Linked DNA regions of Ovis aries: region 1 is linked to region 2. A link is a contact called in public Hi-C data. All regions are on one chromosome and are shown on one strand. The core of a region is the stretch at or near the end of the contact, and the rest is flanking DNA. Distances in the headings are between cores, read along the strand shown.

Region 1 (3,569 bases), core at 440-2,939, 160 kb after region 2:
GAGACAGGTGAGTTAAATAGTTTTCTGGTAGAAACAGGTTACAATCTCAGGCCCATCGGTCCCAGGCCTCTGTTCTTAACCACTGCTCTACACTCCCTACATACAGGCACTGACTTCTGACAGAGGAGCGCCAGACACAGGGGCCTGGGCAGTCTGACACTTTTCTGCAGGGAAGAAAAGGAGGCCTCCTGACCACTCAGACATGTATAATGTGATCCAGATGTGAGGGCACGGGGATGACATCCAAGGACTTGAATTCATATCCTGGTCCTCTTGCCCCCCTAGCTGAGTAACCCTGAGCACGTCATTCACTTCTTGGCTTCAGACTCCTCAACCGTGCCGGGGGAGTTGGGCTGAAGGGCCTCTGAGACGCCTCTGACCCTGAACTTCCATGACCCCATTCCCCACACACGGCTCTGCCCATAGCAGGAAGTCTGGTCTGAGTAAGTAGCTGTGATGGGGGAACAGAGTCTGAGGGCTACTGCTGTGTGAATGTGTTTGAAGGCACCTCAAGTGACAAACGTGTTTGAGCAAACCTTTCTCCTGTCCTTGCCAATATTGATTTTTCCAAGTATGGAATCGATGCACTGCTGAGATAGGAGGGACAGAGTACACGGTGTTCTCTGAGACCGCAGGAAGCCGTCTGCTCCCATCACCTGCCTCTGTGACTCTTTCTGGGGCTCTCGCAGGCATGACAGACAACAGTGTCTGAGAAGCATGGTAGGTGGGAGGAAGTGTGAGGAAGCATATTTTCCCTGACTTGGAGACCGGGGTTGGGATGCCATCTGACTTCTAGTCACAGCTTCATGACTTCCTGTCTCTGGAACGTTGAGTCAGTCCCTCTCGGGGCCTTAGTCTCCTAATCTCTCAAAGAAGATCATTGTGTCTGAGGCTACTTGGGAATATTAAAGTGCACATGAAAACTCCCTGTCCATTGTCAACTTCATGAGATGAATGTGGTTTTTCCTGTTCTTGGAAAGTTTTCAGTTCTCAACAGAAACTATTCAAAAATATCCCCTCAACCTCTGGTGTGCTTAGTCTCTCAGTCATGTCCGACTCTTGCGACTCATAGACTGTAGCCTGCCAGGCTCCACTGTCCGTGGGATTCTCCAGGCAAGAATACTGGAGTAGATTGCCATTTCCCTCTCCAAGGGATCTTACTGACCCAGGAATCAAACCCAGGTCTCCTGCATTGCAGTCAGACTCTTTACCAACTGAGCTATGAGGGAAGCCCAACCTTTGGGATGGAAACCAAAACTTTGGTTTCTCCGAATTATAGTTCTGCTGCAATGGCAGGAGTATCTAAGAGCATAGCCAGGACTCTCTACTTGGCATCCAAAGCAGGGTCTGGGTGAGGAGCACGTAAATCTCTACTAAAAACTGAACCTAGCAGCAAAGACAGTAATGAGGACCAGAGCTTGAGTTTGGATGTGCAAAGTAAGCTGACGGTCCAGAAGGGAAGGCAAATTAATAAGACAAGGGCAGTCCGTGGCGGTGGGTGTGTAGGTGCTGTGGGCACACAGAACAGGGAAATCAAAGGGGAAGTGGTGGCAGGGAGACGGCAGGGGTGCCTTCCTGGAGAAGATGACGTCAAAGCTGGGTCCCAAAGGATCGGTGGGAGTTAGCAGGAAAGCACATGTTTTAAGAAAGAATTCAAAGCAGAGAGCATTGCGTGTATCTAGGGCAGGAAGTGGCTAGAATGTAGAATCTGCTGTGGGGGATGGGGAGTGAGAGGAAGCAAGAAGGTAGTACCGAGAAGAAGCAAGGGAGCAGAAGACAATTTTCTTCTGACTTTCAGTTTAAAAATGCTGCAACCATCATGACAACCAGAGAGGGTAAGTGATTTGCCCAAGACTGTACTGGGGAAAAAAATGACCCCAAAGTGAGCTGGGATGTTGAGGAAACATGGCTATGGCTAAAACACTGCTCCCAAGACTGCCTGCCAGAGATTTTTCCCGTGAGACGTTGCTTAAGGTGATCATCAGAACAAGAGGAGTTTCACAGTAGGTTAATAATACACTAAGTATGAGGTATTTCCGGATGTGCCACATTTCCTGTGCTAGAAGAAACTAATTAAACTCCCGGGACAGGAAGTGTGCGTGTGAGAACACAGAGCGAAATCAGGCTAATCTGAGATTTCACACCATCCATGACCTTGGCTGATAACCTCTATTCAGCCGATCTTGATTCCTCATTCTTCATATAGCTGTCTTCCTGAGGCTTGAGCAGGGATCGTTTTGAAATGGGATAGACAATTCCAAGATTAAAAAAAAAACCAAACTTGTCTCCCCTGCAATACTGACCTTCAAGAGGAGCTATCATCGTCAAATTCAAGAAAGGAGAGCCCAGACCACTTAGTTATTTCCCCAGAAGGTAGGAGTAAACCAAGGGTGAAAGGGCCCTATTCTCTGGCCCAAGACGCTTTGCACTATGCCTTCCTGGCACTGTTTTATCCTGCTCATGGTAGAGGTGATGGGGAAGCCAGAAACTGATGTCACCTGAATGGGACCACTCTGAGCCTTCTCTGCACAGCCACAGATAACCCCACTTATTAAACCCTGACAGAGGCACGGAGTACAAGAGTTCTGTTGCCATTCACCCTAAAACCCTCTCTGATCTTTGTTTTCATGACATACAAGGTTGAAAAGGTAAAATCAATAAGGAGGATCTAGGAGATGGGCATGCTGATTTAGGAATTATGCCACTTTATGCCAGTGAGTGAAGGGCTGTCCAAATGCCCTACAACTACAATCTGCTCTGATGAGGGCCCTCAATTAGGACCTAAGCTTCCAGGGTCTAAGGTGTGAAAATGCAGCAGTAACACAGAGGAGCAAACCAATGTCTCATCTTGATGTGCCTTCCTTTCCCTTTCTGCATCAAGTGAACATGTTCTATATCCAGGGGCTCCAGCGGGAAATGACAGTCCCCAGCCTGGGATGCTGTTTGGCTAGTATTATGGTTCCTCTGTCCCAACCTCTCCCTGACTTTTCTCCTCATCAAACAAATGGTGCCTGGCACGGAAATGTCTAGACACCTGTGTGGGTGTAGCCTGGGGCGAGGGATCTGAAGAGGAGGAATGTCTGCAGTTATTATCATGATCTCCAAGATCTTGGGCCAGGCTGCAGGGAAACAATTTGGAAGAGCTGCAACCCAGCATTCTGGAGAATTCACCCCAGAGTGCTGGGCGGTGGGCTCCACGACAGCGGACTCAAGATTTCCTGTGGTGATGCTCTGCCCTCTGGTGGCGGACCTGTAGAAATTATCACGTTCCCTTGGTTGCCTGATTGATTCCAAGACCATCTGTGACTTGCCCCGAACCTGAGCTGGGTTCTTATAAAAACCGCCAGAGATGGGCCCTGTTCTCACAGGCTACCTGCCAGAGAGAGAGAAGGAGCATGCACGGGATGGTGAGAGAAGGTGCCTGGATTCTGTTTAAACAACCACAGGCTTTCTCTAAAGGAATAGTCTCCCCTTACTCCTGTGGTAACACAGGGCAAGTGACTGTTTCTAGACAATGGTGTTAATACGGCCTTTCCCCCTACTTGCCCCATCCCTTTAGCCCTCTAAGC
Region 2 (3,802 bases), core at 1,183-3,682:
GCAACCCCCATCCGTGCGTACGCCTAAGCACTTGCAGGGTGCACGGGCAGCTTCAGGAGCTCTCTGCTCAGTGAAAAGCTGATGCTCTTTGGTGATGCTTGTGATGCTATCTCAGAAATCTGCTTTTACTAATGTGGTTTGATGGGCCAAAGGCTCAGGTTCCCCATAGTTACCTTGCTGATAAATTACATCCTGAGTCTAGTGACTGGGGCAGACAGGTTCCATAGCCAAAGGACAAAGCCTGGATCTGTACTTTGTCACCCTGCTGCACCAGCTGGAATCCCTTATCGCTGGGCTAGCAGCTGTGAGGGATCACTTGGCCACCAGGAAACCTCCCCAGCTGGGACCTTTCTGAGAGTCTGTGCCAGAGATACGACATCTGTGGGTCTGCTCAGGGGAGACTCCAGCTGCTCTGCTCAGTCCCAGCCTCAGTGGTCACGGGGAAAAACCAGGAGGCAGAGTGAGAGCAGAAAACAGGCTGCTTTGCTTTTCTCGGTTTCCAGCTCGGCTCATCAGATCTACATTTCCCCGTTTCATAAGGGAAGTTGGCAGGCAGGACTGGAACTAAAAGAGGCCCCTCATTGTGGCAGATGGTGAAGCCCACAGCTGTCAAGTATGGACGGTTTGTTCCCTCTGACCCTCTGAGTTTTCACCTTTGTCTCATCCCTTTGGCTTCTGACCCATGGTGACTCCAGCCAGGCTTTTAGTCTGCACGTGGTATGTTTGGACAATGAGTATCAGGCAATGGGGAGAATCTTTGAACGTAATGGGTCATAGAAAAGTCCCCCAAATACTGGGACAGAGGCATGGAGGAGGGTGAGGTTTGTTTCACAACTCAGCGAGCTGGATTATTGGTGCCAAGGGCTCTCTTCTCTGAAGGGAAGTTTAGCCAAGCGTGGATTTCACAGCCATGGGTGTTAGAGGGCTAACCCCGGGGCGGTCCCTGTAAGGACTGGAGTGATTGTTCAGGGCCATCTGGTGATGGGCTGGTGGCTGAGGGTGACACTCCCCACAAGAGAGACAATGAGCACCAGGGAGAGGGGCTAGGAACCCTTCACTAAACATGAGGCAAATTGTCAACCGTCAAAGAAGGCAAGTGACTATGGGTCCCATTCTTGGATGAATCTTGGTGGGGCAGAGAGCCGGCCTTGCTCTACATGACAAAGACCATTCAGGGAAGGTAGGGCTCAGTTCCAAGCAGTGGATTTAGGGAGTCACGAGAGTGAGCAAGGGTGAATCTGGGGTCAGCATGGCAAAGGTCCTGCCAACCAACCAAAAGAGGATGCTTAAGAAGGCTGGGGTATTTAGTCTAGTGAAGAGGATAGGGGAAGAGTGATTTGGAATCCCTGCTGCTCCTGATGTCAGAACTGAGGCCATAGATGAAATAACAAGAAGAAAAATTCCAGTTCACCAGAGCTAGACCTACACAGTCATTTGAAGACAGCAAATCCCAGTGGCCAAGACCCTGGGCTTTAGAATAGCATTACAGTGAGCACCATCAGGAGCCTGCTCTCAGATGTGGTTATGAGACCTATTCAGTGTTGGCCTGCACCACAATTTAAAAAAAATTTTTGTCAATAACCAAATGCAATTGGGAGATTATGTTTATAAATCTATACTTAAAACCTCAGATATGAAGATCTGATCACCTAGGTTCATATTCTCTCATGGAACAAGAAATAGAACTTGGGTGGCAGCTGCCTCCTCTGAATAAGGTAAATACACCCCAGACCATCACAGATCCCACCTCCCTCCACCTTTCCTCCTGCATAATTTCACTGATCTCCAGGCAGGGATGATAGTTCACAACCCTGTTCTAGTAAATAACTCAGAGTGTGAGTCTTGGTCCGGCCACTTTTGAGCTATTGTGATTTTAGACAAGGAAGTCCTCTTCTGTAAGCCAGAGCTTCATTATCTGAATCTGGGAACCATAACAGTACTTACCTGGGAGAGTTAGAGAACTCCTGGAAAGCAGCTGTGGCACACTCCTGGAAAGCCAGAGTGTGGCACACAGCTAGAGCTCACCAACTCTGAGCTGCTTGGGAACTGTCCACCAGTGGAGGGGGCAGTCTCACAAAGATGTGGGGGCTCCATCACCAGCACCAGCCTTGCAGAAGCCAGGGACTGCAGAGGATGGAGAAGGCCTACCCTGCACCCCACCACCCAAGAATCTATGAAATGAATGGGCCATGTACCAGTTCTTCTTAGACCTTTCTCAATGACCAAGTCAATGGTGTTGGTTTAGGGCTGTCCTGGATGCTCATTGATATCAGATTTGATCTGGGGAAAAAATGTGAGGAGTAGGGAAGAATGTGTCACTTAAAGTAACTTGCACCCACTTGGGAGGCTGTAGTGTGCTCAGTGAGGCGGGGGTTCCAGCCCCAACTGACTGGCAGGTGGGAGTATCTCCCTGCCACTTCCTTTTCTGTTGCAGAGTTGCTCTGTGCTCACTGGCAGCACTTCCTCCCTGGGTAGCAGCTCATCAGCAAGCTCTGCAGGCAGCTGGACCAATCACCATCCATCAACTCCGTGATAGAGCATTGGTACATTAGGACCTGCCTGGACCTTGATTCTCCCCACACTACCACCCTCCCGCCCCTCCCCCCCCTGCCACCGCATCCCAGGTGGGGTCTGGTTGGTGTGGATGCCCTTCTGGAGGTTTGGACCCAGCCTTATAAGAGACACTTTGGTAACTTGTTCCCACTGGGCTCTGAGATGTCCCCTGTTGGAGCATCATTAAGTAACTAAGAGATTCTGTTCTGTATCCTAAACCTCCATGGATTTCCTGGCCCTGGGAGCTGAGTCTGCTTTATGTATTTGGGATGCCGAGCAAGGAGTGGACACATCCTTCTCAGAGAGGGACCAGAGGAGAGGAAACTGAGTCTAGAGGCTCAGAGGAACAAGGGAAGAAGGTCCCTTGGCAGAAGCATGGGAGAGAGAGAGAGAGAGAAATCACTGGGAGGCTATAGGAAGGCAGTTTTTTGGGATCAGGGACAGTGGCTAAGATGACATGGGTGCCAAGAACTAGCAGGGGAAGTGAAGTGAGTTGAGTGAGCCGGGAAACTCATGCTCTGAAGCTGTTTCCCTCACTGCCTTTCCACTCCTCCGTCCTCTGTTCGCTCTCCCCTTTGGCTTTCGCTGTGGCCCTGACACCTAAACACTGTTACAGCCTCAGCCCTCTCGCCTCAGCCCTAGGTAATGTTTCCATGCTGTATCTCCCTTCTGGCTGGCCTGGAGAGAATGGAGCAAGTTAGAGTCTGATGCTGATGCTGGTTCAGAGCCCAGCCTCCTACAGAATCAGACCAAGCCCTGACTTGGCAGGCTGACTTACCCAGATGTCAGGGCTCAGGCTCTCTGGTTCCTACACTTAAGCTAATTGGTCTCTTTGGAGAAGCTTTGCAGCCTCTGCCCTCTGGGCACTTGTCCCAAGGGAGTGGTTCCTCTTTGGCCTTTGCATTGGGCTTCTATGGCTGCTGAGTATCATCACAAGTCTTGTCTGATGGTCTCTGGCTTGCATCTGGGAAGCTGGGAAGTAACTCAGACAGTAAGTCTAAATTAAATATTAGGTCTAAGAGACTTTCACATTTTTCATAGCATGACCTCATTGGGGTATTTACTTTTTGCTCTCCTGGTTCTCCCAAATTAATAATTGATTAAATCCTGTTTTGACATTCATAGCTGATTTGCTTACATTCTACTGAACTGCACCTGTTCTGTGAGAGAGTAGGTGTGCGTCAGGAGGCTAGGAGAAGTCGGGGCAAACAACAGAAGCTTTAAAGGAGGTGTGTAGCTTGAGAACTGA

Evidence for each region. Hi-C and Micro-C count contacts between places; a contact is called where the count stands out from the background.
Region 1: a contact with region 2 is called in a Hi-C map of liver, with 5 times the contacts expected there. The contact joins two enhancer-like sites. A contact is called at or near these places in 7 of 16 Hi-C or Micro-C datasets (blood, hypothalamus, liver and 3 more).

Annotation. Positions count from the first base shown.
Region 1 is chr1:88,112,997-88,116,565 of ARS-UI_Ramb_v3.0, forward strand. No RefSeq gene overlaps it. Among named protein-coding and RNA genes, the nearest start is that of TRNAK-UUU, 81 kb to the left of the region's middle. Within about 2 kb of position 1,690, at least 9 of the 54 cell types and tissues checked have an H3K27ac peak or open chromatin away from gene starts, as enhancers often do. A contact at or near this core is called in liver, where this site is marked.
Region 2 is chr1:87,948,224-87,952,025 of ARS-UI_Ramb_v3.0, forward strand. No RefSeq gene overlaps it. Among named protein-coding and RNA genes, the nearest start is that of KCNA2, 36 kb to the left of the region's middle. Within about 2 kb of position 2,433, at least 5 of the 54 cell types and tissues checked have an H3K27ac peak or open chromatin away from gene starts, as enhancers often do. A contact at or near this core is called in liver, where this site is marked.